Regions from separate parts of the Mus musculus genome. Here all the other regions are linked to region 2. Evidence: chromatin contacts called from public Hi-C and HiChIP or PLAC-seq data. All regions are on one chromosome and are shown on one strand. The core of a region is the stretch at or near the end of the contact, and the rest is flanking DNA. Distances in the headings are between cores, read along the strand shown.

Region 1 (3,426 bases), core at 576-3,075, 500 kb before region 2:
TGTCTCAGGACATAGTGTCATTATGTTTCCTATCTGAATTGTTAAAAAAAAACAAATCACTACAATGCAATCATATTACTCTTGATATTAGAAACCACCAACATACTTTTCTTAAGTGTCAAACAAAAATGAACACACCTGTAGACAATAAAGAATGACCTGCAATTACCTCCAATCACTCAGGAATTATACAAACAGAGTGTGGGAAACTTAGGCCTAAGTAAACATTGGGAAAAACCAAGACACAATGCTGCTCTCCTGCAAAGCCATGATCTAAAACTAATTCACTGGTGTATTATAATATTCATGGAATCTTGTGACCAATTATTTCAGAAGGAAAGCAGATGTACAACAGAAATGACAGAATTTCAGGCTGTCCACTATAAGCTTTGTGACAAAGCTTGTTGGTCTAACCTTTATTGGTTTCTATGCACAACTATTTATTTAGTATGCTTGGGGGGAGAAGATAACTTTCTAGATTTCAGTAAGCATTTCACAAAATTCTGAAATTGTACTGATTGTTGATGATATAATTTGGAGAACAGCTAGCATTTTAAAATTAGTCTGTTACTGATGTTTGCTTCAGCGCATCCAATTGCAGAGATCAGAAGTGAAAACTCTTCAACACTATTTTAGGATGGCTGAGCTGTGGTACTAAGCGACAGTCCAAGGGCTGAGAACCACACAGGGAAACGAAAATAGGTCTTATAGTAGCTGAAGACATTAAGTGGTTTTAGAAATGAACATTTTCTTTCTCTCCGAAAACATATCCCTTCCCTCTGAAATAACTGCCCAGATCCCTTCTATATTAATAAAATCATCCACTACTCTCAACTTTAGAGCTTTTTACATTGCACCCTTAAGAAATCTATGGCTGTATTTTCCATTGCAATCAAGTTGAAGATTATATGCATCAGTGTGTCTTTATTTCTTGGAAGTAATTGTATCACAATATTTATAAATGGAACTAGGATATTAAGAATTAATGTCGTATTTTTTTCCTGAAATTTTGTCCTATAAAAATTTAGTAGGTTTTACTAGGACACTTAATAACACCAAAAAAGGTATATCTTTAGAGCAAACACACACACACACACACACACACACACACATCCTGGCAGTAGACTACTACATCCTGCCCCCATAAAAAAAAGCACACCATGTCCAGTTTCACACATGCCACACCCATATATTTACACAGTAATAATTAAAATAGAAAAATTTAGGTAATTAATCTGAAATTTTCAAATATCGCCATCAATTTTGACAATGTCACTGTGTTCTATTATGCATAAAATCACAGATTTGATGTGAGGAGGTAGGCTAAAAATTCAGTTCTGTGGTATGAATTGCTCCTAGCACAGCTCATCTTGACCTCATCACACCCCACAGTACACTTCCAGGCATAGAAATGGTGTCCTTGGTAGGAAGAGTTTTCATTTTTTCTATTCTTATTAATAGATTTGATACATTTTATTTCACATATTATCAGAAAAATCTTCCAAAATAATGACTAGGGCAATGTGTGTGTGTTTGTTTCCTTCTGTGTTTTCTTCCTTCCTTCCTTCCTTCCTTCCTTCCTTCCCTCCCTCCTTCCTTCCTTCCTTCCTGTCTATCCATCTGTCTGGCACATCGACACTTGACTCTTAATTTATGGGTCTTTGTTTGTTGGCTGGAGATTTTCTAAGTTTAGGGAAATAATATCTTGTCTGACCTGTTGTGATAATAGAAAAGATCGTTTGATATCCAGTTTTGGCTAGCTCCTGGTTCTCTCTGTCAAATTTAGAACCACTTGAACATTGTGGTTTCTAAATTTAGTCAGACCCTTAAAGCTTCAAGTTCCGCTTGGTGCTGGCTGAACACAGAGCAATGCTTTGAAGAAAACTCCCTTAGCAGAGTCAGAGTCTTTGCGTAGCAAAACTCATCTCCTAGTTAGGAGAAATATATTTAAAAAAAATATTTAAAATAAGTTTATATTTTTAAAAATGGGGTTCTAAGGGGAAAAAATAGTAAAATATCAAACTTTTAAAAATGGTCATATTTAAAAACGGTTCTTGGGCAGAGTCGGACCTTTGTGTTTGACTAATGATGTTCTTAAAAACAGAAGAAGAAATGTTTATTTTAGGTAATTTATAATATCTTTTTTAAAATTTAGCCCAGAAAATTAATTCAAGATTTATCCACTATGTTATCAATCATTTACTATGTTACTAGTAGCTACTAGAAGGAGCTTGTCCAACACATTTTTAAGGATAAATTAATTTCCACGCAGGAAAAGGAATCAGGGGATTCCTGTAAAATCATATTGGTAACTCTTTCTTTTCTCACAGACTGACTATAGAGTTCCTGTGAAAGGATTATCTTTATATATAAGGACCTGATATAATCTATACACCTGATTAGAAACCACACTTGAAAATAACTGTGTTATCACCTCCAGTTTAAAGATTAGACTGAAGTTCCAAGTAGTGATCTAACTCTCCAAGTTTCACATAGATGAAAAAGCTCAGGGCCACATTTGTCTGTTATCAGAATTTGCCCTAGTTACCCCTGTCTGGTGTGTCTCAGAGGCTGGATAAAATTTAAAATCCACACTATAGATCCAAGCTTCCTAGAGTCTACACCCATCAAGCAAGTTTGTTGAGTTTATGTAGCCAAGACTCTTTTTCCAACTTACACACATGTTCTTCATTTGTTCTTCAGGCACTTCCACTGAAAACTTAGATAAATCCCCCACACCTAATGTCCCAGTGCTGATGGAACATGAGCTTGTAGTCATTCTCAGAGGTTTCCAATGGATTCTGCTTGTCAGTGACAATTCAGACTGTTTACATTCTCAGAACTCTGTCCTTGGGCAACTTGAGAACACACACACATGGATACGAATGCACACACACACACACATACACACACATACATACACTCATGAACAAACATGCTCACATACATGCACAGACATGCATGCACAGATAAACAAGTGCACACAAACACAGAGAATTTCCCACCTGAACATCCCTTCTAAACTCAAGGGTCAGATGTGTGTGATTGAGTGAGACATCCCTAAGGTCAACGTTTATCCCCCTGACCTGCTCCATAAGATTCTCTATAAGCTTGTTATTGTTATTGGTTGTAGGCATCGCTAGTTTTTTGATATGTGAGGGTTTAAAGTAAATGTACAAATAGGTACAGACTGGTTGTCACAGCTGTTTCCCATTGCGTTTTGCTTTAGAAACACAAACAAGTGTAAGGGAAAATTTATACTCATACTTCTGAAAAAATTTTTAACATTTCCTTTGGATGAGAGTAATAAATGCTAGGGAAAAGGGCAAAGAGACAGACTTCATTCTGTGCCTTCTGCTCCCTGCAATCAAAGTGAGTTTTCTTCTGAGAAGTGGGAGAAGCTGATGTAATGTCAGGGAATTCCTT
Region 2 (3,193 bases), core at 204-2,703:
CTGATTTTTGGTGACCTGACCCTAGATTTGAAGGATTGTATCCCAGAATCCCTCTTTGCTTTTATCACTATTGGAGTCAATGACTTTCTGTCTTCCCCTTGGTTTTGCTATGTAGACTATACATTTGGGGCTTTATTGTGCCCCAGGTATTTCTGTAGATTCTCTACTATTGTCCCAAGAAACCCAATAATCATACTCGCTCATACTTACAGAAACCATTTCATGTGGCATCAAAAAAAAATCATTGCAGGAAAAATATGTATATTTTTAATCTATCATTTAGAAGCCATAGGATTCACATTCCCTTTTCAGATTAGGAAAGAATGAAATGCATGAGTATGCAGTAAACCCTCCAAATCACCAAAGACTCAAGAGTGGTCACTATGAAGCCGTTAAGAGCTTACACCACCTCAGTTAGATACCAAGACTGAGTGAGATTTCCAGGACTGAAGTTCGGGTGGTAGGTTTGGGTCATAATCTATTACTTTTTAGTAAGTACTCAAAAGAACTTTAAAACATAAAATAAAAAAAAGAATACTCAAGAGTAGATTTCTTTTTCTCACACTAACCCATCCTCTTTTCCCAATAAGAAAGCCATGCCTGTCTAAAGGTTCCACAAGCTGGAGCTAGGGATTCCCACAAACCCCTCTCTAACACGTCTGTGCAAAGGCCCAGAGCTGGCAATGGAGGTTGGAAGAGCTTTCAGTCCTAGTTCACTGTAGGAGGTAAACATTACAGGAGCATGTGAGGCTAGGACAGAGAACCAAAGAAAAGAAACAGCAGGTTTAAAAGAACATGCAAGAGGAGGACCGGGAAAATATTACAGGACAATAAATTACAGCCCACAGCCCTATCCAGATGTCGGTTCACGGTACTGCAGTAGCCACAGCATGGGGAGGTTAGAGAACCACATTTACCATGTGTGCACTGCTCTGTATTTAATGTTTAAGCTCTTTAATTCTTTGTGTCTATGAAAAGCCTCAGTCAGAAAATCCAGATGGACTATATTAATCAGAGCACATAATTTTAGTGGTAGACATGCTTATTCCCAAAGCCTGGATATATTCCTAGAGCTTTGCAGAGCCTCGTTGTCTTGAGGGAAAAAAAATACGCTTGGCTCGGCAGCATTTGTTAATTTATGTAAGAAGGAAAATGAATCACATATAAACATATGGAAATATCCAAATGCCAGGTTTTCAGTTTTTTTGTTTTTTTAGGTTAGCTCCCTGAGTCCTCATTTTCTTTCTAGCCTGGGATTGGTGGTATCGGTTTTTTAACATTAAACAGACTCCTTGTTTGGAGTGTGTGTGTGTGTGTGTGTGTTTCAGACCAAGCAAATTTCGTGTTTTCTTTGGACAGAAAACTAACAAAGGATGGGAAGTCCTTACTTTAAGACATTACAGTTAAGGGTCATGAACATTCAAGCAGGAGTTACTGCCATCCAGAGGCAGAAAGCCACGAACAGCCATATCCTATCCTAGCTCCATCGTGGAGGAAGGAAGACAAGCAAAATGTGTAGGTTGCAGCAGTTTTGGTCGTTAAATCATCCAAAAAGAAATTGGAAAATGCCAAAACTTGAATGTCACTGGGTCTCTGGTTCTCCTGTTGTCAGAAATGACAGAGTCTCTAGTCCAGCACTCTCCAGAACTGGTCACGGTTTAAAAAAAAAAAAAAAAAAAAGGAGCAGTCTGATGTCAGGCTGGCCATCTGTGCCAACTGTCCTGAGTACTGGAGTCTGTAACACATTCAAAGTGAGCTTCGCACGTGTCTTTGCACATATAGTTTTCTTATATTAAAGCTTTGATGACTGTTGCTGAGGTTAGCTGTTCTAGCAGTTGATACAGGCAGCCCATAGCCCTTCAATATAAGTCATATGCTGTATTTGCTGCCTAGTGACTGTCTAATTGGAAGTAAAGACATCCATGGTCTTTCAGACAAGAGCTTCCAAGCATGTGTGCATGAATTTTTTTTTCTTTTTTGTGGCATTAACAAGCGAAGTCCTGAAAGCTTTGGCATACCTGAGCATTGGGCAGTCATTCTAAAGGAACTAGCTCAGCGCCATGCAGGTTTGGGTGCCGTGGAAAAATAGGTCCATCTAGGTAAGAGACCACTGCACAGCAGCACTAACCACTAGGAAAGTTTCTGCAGCATCACAAAGACAGATTCTGGAAAAATATAAATATGTGTGTGATATATTTTACATGACTCACATATAAATATAGTAGTCACATATACATACACACATAAGTGGTGGTTACACATTGGTAGAAATTCCAACTTAAAAACTACATCAACTTCAATTTTTAACAACAGGCACAAGTAATTATACTTGCCACTTGCAGGTATTTTATACACTCCTGATGGATATAACTGCTTTGGAATAGGTTTTAAAACTTGGAAACACACGCATACACCATTTCTCAATGGGCAAAGCATACTTCAATTTTCTAACTGAATCCTACCCACATGAGTGCAAACATTTTGAGTCAAATAAAATGATTTAAAAATTGCAGAATAATATAGTGTTAATCATCTTCACTCTGCTTGAAGTATTTCAATGCTATTCTATCATATTTTGGGGAAGCCACTCTCAAGCATTTTAAAGGAGAGATAGAGAAGGTTCTCCCAATTTTTAATAGACTTACAAAATACGGACATGAAAGTACGAAGCCTATACTTCTCTAGCCTCCCCTACCCCCGCCCCCCTCTGTCTTAACACTGGGCTGCCCTTCTGCAGGGAACTTTCCACCAGATATCTTGCATGTTCAGGGTTACCAGTGCCCTCTGCTGGCTTTCTGCTTGAAATGAGAGAATGGAGGGAAAGACAGAGATAGACAGACAGACAGGCAGACAGATGAGAGAGACAGAAAAAGATGGACAGAGAGACAGACAGAGAGACAGAAACAGACAGAGTCAGAGACAAAACAAACAGACAGGAGGCCCTTCTGGTCCTGGAAACTGGCACTAAAGAACTAAACAAGAATGGAAGACTTACCTTCACTAATCTTATTTTCTTGTTTCGTTGTCATCTTAAACTTCTGCCAGAGATCCATTGTGGAACCGTTTGTTCCAAGGGGTTCTCACTCACTGCTAATTCAGCATCAGGAAAAGAATATTAGGCTGGGATGAAGGGGCAAATGAATGCAGATTTGGGGACATAGTCACTCATTTTACAGATGCATAAACCACTTAC
Region 3 (3,004 bases), core at 324-2,823, 360 kb before region 2:
TATTGTCTTCCACACTAATGATTCAGTTATTGAAAACAGTTTATGCTCATAAGATTACTACATTAAAAAGTGAATTAATGGATTCTAACAATAACTGATTGATTAATTTTGTAATGCTACTGTATCTAAGGACAACTAACTTAACGGCCACAAAGAAAACAATTCCACATGACAGGGTGAGCTCACCCACTTTGTCCCTGTGCCAATGGCTCATGGCGCTTCTGAGAGGAAGGAAACAGGCCCCCTCAATTATGTCTTGCTCAACTCTGTCATTTATACCATTAACCTATGTTTAGTCAGACTGCTTTCAGAGAGCCTGACATCTTCCCAAGCAAATGCAGCTCTTTTCACAATCTCTTCCCTCTGGAAATTAACTTAGATTATTTTCAGATCATTAAAGCTGAGGAAGCTTAGCAGATATTAGGCTCTAGTTCTTTGGAATAGAATAATAAAAATGTGCCTGAGACAAAAGCTTACAGGTAAACCCAGTAGGACAGTTTCTTAAGTGTCTACATGAAAAATGCACCTTAGAGCACCAATGCACATATGTTTCTAAACATCACTAAGGGAAGCCTACTCCTGGCTTTTCACATTGTCAATAGCATTCTTAAAGCACTAGGAGGAGGAGACCCATTAAGACACTGCTTCTGATTTTTATTTTGAGAGTGTGGAGCATGCGTGATGGAGATGTGTCAATTCAGGTTCATTGATTTTAGCAAATGCACTGTCTGTGTGGAATATTCACAGCATAGACAGCGCTACATGCTTGAATCAGGAACCTCACAATTAACCTACTTTCTGAATAGTTCTACTTTGGGCCTGAAGCTGCTCCAAAAGTAATGTTGATTAAACAAACAAACAACAAACTTGCAAGGATAGTCAATAATTCAACCTGGAACTCTTCAGGGTTAATTACTGTGCATGGCTGTAAAGTAGCCTTTTCAAGTAAAAGTTGTTCTGAGTTTATTGATGGGATCATGAGTACTTCTGATGCTTCTACTTAGATCTATACATAGGGCCACTTGGCATAGTTGGCACACAAAGGAGGCATCTAGACTTCCTTTTCCCTTAGGTCTAGAATGAATTCTAGTTAAAAGAATGACACAGGTAGAACTGGACTTTTCTTTCCAGGAACTTTCTGGTAACGACCCTTTTAAAATATCACCATTCTTTCCCGTGTTCCTCTCAAATACTAAAAAAAAGAAACAGGTCTACATCCCCAGCTGGTGCAGGGTAAGAAAGTGTTGAGAACATCAATGATACATGTGGTTAGAATCCAGAGTGCTATTCAGTTCTTAACCGTATCTCCTAATAATATCCCTCTTAACACTTCCTGCTTCCAAGCTATTTTGATATACGTTGAAAATGACCCCAATATACTTCTTTACCTCCATTTCAGAGTTTTATTTTTATTATTCTTTGGTTACTTAAGCAAACACTCTGTGGCTCCAGCCTGACTATCCAGTGAAAGTGAGGTCTCCTGGTTAAATCTAAATGACTCCCCTGGGTAAGTGTCCATTGACCGTTGCTTAGCGCAGCAGATGGACCATCACATGCTTGACTTGAGGCTCAGTGCCCTGGCTTATGAGGACAGTTGCTTAATTCACAGTGTGACTCCAGATACAAGCTGGAACCATCTTTCAAGAGTGCTCAGCTACTTGGAGAAGCTCTGAATTCGTTATTAAAAGGTCTATACAGAACCTTACAGCAGGTACATAGCCAAGGAATGGCTTCAGTAAGATCATACACTTGGCTCAGTCCTAACACTGAAATGATATAGTAGAGCTCTACAACAAAACAGTATTTGCCAGGCATAACAGGGACAATGCACACACAAACTCACAGCAGCTAGGACTGCATACACAGGAGATGGGCAGCTGGGCAAGATCAAGTTCGGTAAAATCTCATCATGGAAGAGGGGAGAACTCATGAAGCTACTGGCAATTGATGGGTGGAGGTTGAATGGAGTTAGATTCACCGGGGATGTGATGAACTAGGAGAGGCCACGTTCTCCGATAAATGATCTCCACGTCCATGCCCATGCAGGCAGAGCTTAAACAGACTCAGTTTTAAAACAAAGCACATGAAACTGGGAAGGAAATGGGATGAGGGAATAGGGAAGGAATTAGGGAGCAGGAGTGGGGTGAATGGCTTTGATTCAAATGCATTATATGCATGGATAAACTTCTTAAACAATGAAATTAACTTATCTTTAAAAAAAGAAATAAATGGTTAGTTAACATAAATGAAAGAAAATTACTTATTCAGACATTTATTTCTCCTGCTTTTGTATCAATTAATCTGAAAATTTGTTGTAAAGTCCATATATTGCCACATACTTTAATAATTGATAGAAAACACAAAGTGCACCTCTCAGATGACAAAGGCTGCTGGAGAACTGAGTGTTGCCTTTCCTGGGTCTTTGTTTCTTGGCATGGCAAACACCAGGCTCTTCCTGCTGAGCTGTGCGTATTTCTCACGGCCGCTCTCTCGGCTGCCTCTCCTTTTGAAAAGTGAAAAATTGGAGACTTGGATATGAGGAAAGTCTGCCCAAATGTATGCAGTAGAGAATAAAATTAGAATACTATATCATTGGCTGTTTCATATTACCATACTATCGACAAAAAATGTGAGCTTTGAAGCCCTCTCCTGAGCACTCATGTTCTTTGTGTCCCAGAAGCCCTTGAGAGTTTTCTTGAGTAAGAGCAGAAGTGGCAGCAGATAACAAAGTGCACTGAGTCCCTCATGGATGCTGATGCCGGGGAGGATGGGAGGGTCAGAGGTACCACACAGCAACTTGCCAGAGTTGTACTTCAGGCAAAATTCTTAACTGCTCAGACCTCCATTTCAACACCTCATCATCCACTAGTATCTAATTTTAGGAAGAAACAACACGATCTACAGCACATTTTGTAATATGAAAAGGTATACATGAAGTTTCCCATCACTCCTAGTCTAATAGAAGTGTTTTAGAGATATTATTTTTATTTTAGCATAGTTGACT

Evidence for each region. HiChIP or PLAC-seq counts read pairs in DNA pulled down with a chosen protein or histone mark. Hi-C and Micro-C count contacts between places; a contact is called where the count stands out from the background.
Region 1: a RAD21 HiChIP or PLAC-seq map of pro-B cells shows a contact between it and region 2, with 16 times the contacts expected there. The contact joins two enhancer-like sites. A contact is called at or near these places in 1 of 15 datasets of contacts at CTCF or cohesin (pro-B cells), 1 of 484 Hi-C or Micro-C datasets (the HPC-7 cell line) and 1 of 115 datasets of contacts at active chromatin or transcription factors (embryonic basal ganglia).
Region 3: a Hi-C map of cerebellar granule neurons shows a contact between it and region 2, with 3 times the contacts expected there. The contact joins two enhancer-like sites. A contact is called at or near these places in 1 of 15 datasets of contacts at CTCF or cohesin (pro-B cells), 1 of 484 Hi-C or Micro-C datasets (cerebellar granule neurons) and 1 of 9 other capture datasets (embryonic stem cells).

The regions. Positions count from the first base shown.
Region 1 is chr1:137,829,865-137,833,290 of GRCm38.p6, reverse strand. No RefSeq gene overlaps it. Among named protein-coding and RNA genes, the nearest start is that of Gm34306, 64 kb to the right of the region's middle. Within about 2 kb of position 1,825, at least 13 of the 459 cell types and tissues checked have an H3K27ac peak or open chromatin away from gene starts, as enhancers often do. A contact at or near this core is called in pro-B cells, where this site is marked.
Region 2 is chr1:137,330,396-137,333,588 of GRCm38.p6, reverse strand. No RefSeq gene overlaps it. Among named protein-coding and RNA genes, the nearest start is that of Gm34244, 22 kb to the left of the region's middle. Within about 2 kb of position 1,453, at least 51 of the 459 cell types and tissues checked have an H3K27ac peak or open chromatin away from gene starts, as enhancers often do. A contact at or near this core is called in cerebellar granule neurons and pro-B cells, where this site is marked.
Region 3 is chr1:137,689,945-137,692,948 of GRCm38.p6, reverse strand. No RefSeq gene overlaps it. Among named protein-coding and RNA genes, the nearest start is that of Gm34306, 76 kb to the left of the region's middle. Within about 2 kb of position 1,573, at least 11 of the 459 cell types and tissues checked have an H3K27ac peak or open chromatin away from gene starts, as enhancers often do. A contact at or near this core is called in cerebellar granule neurons, where this site is marked.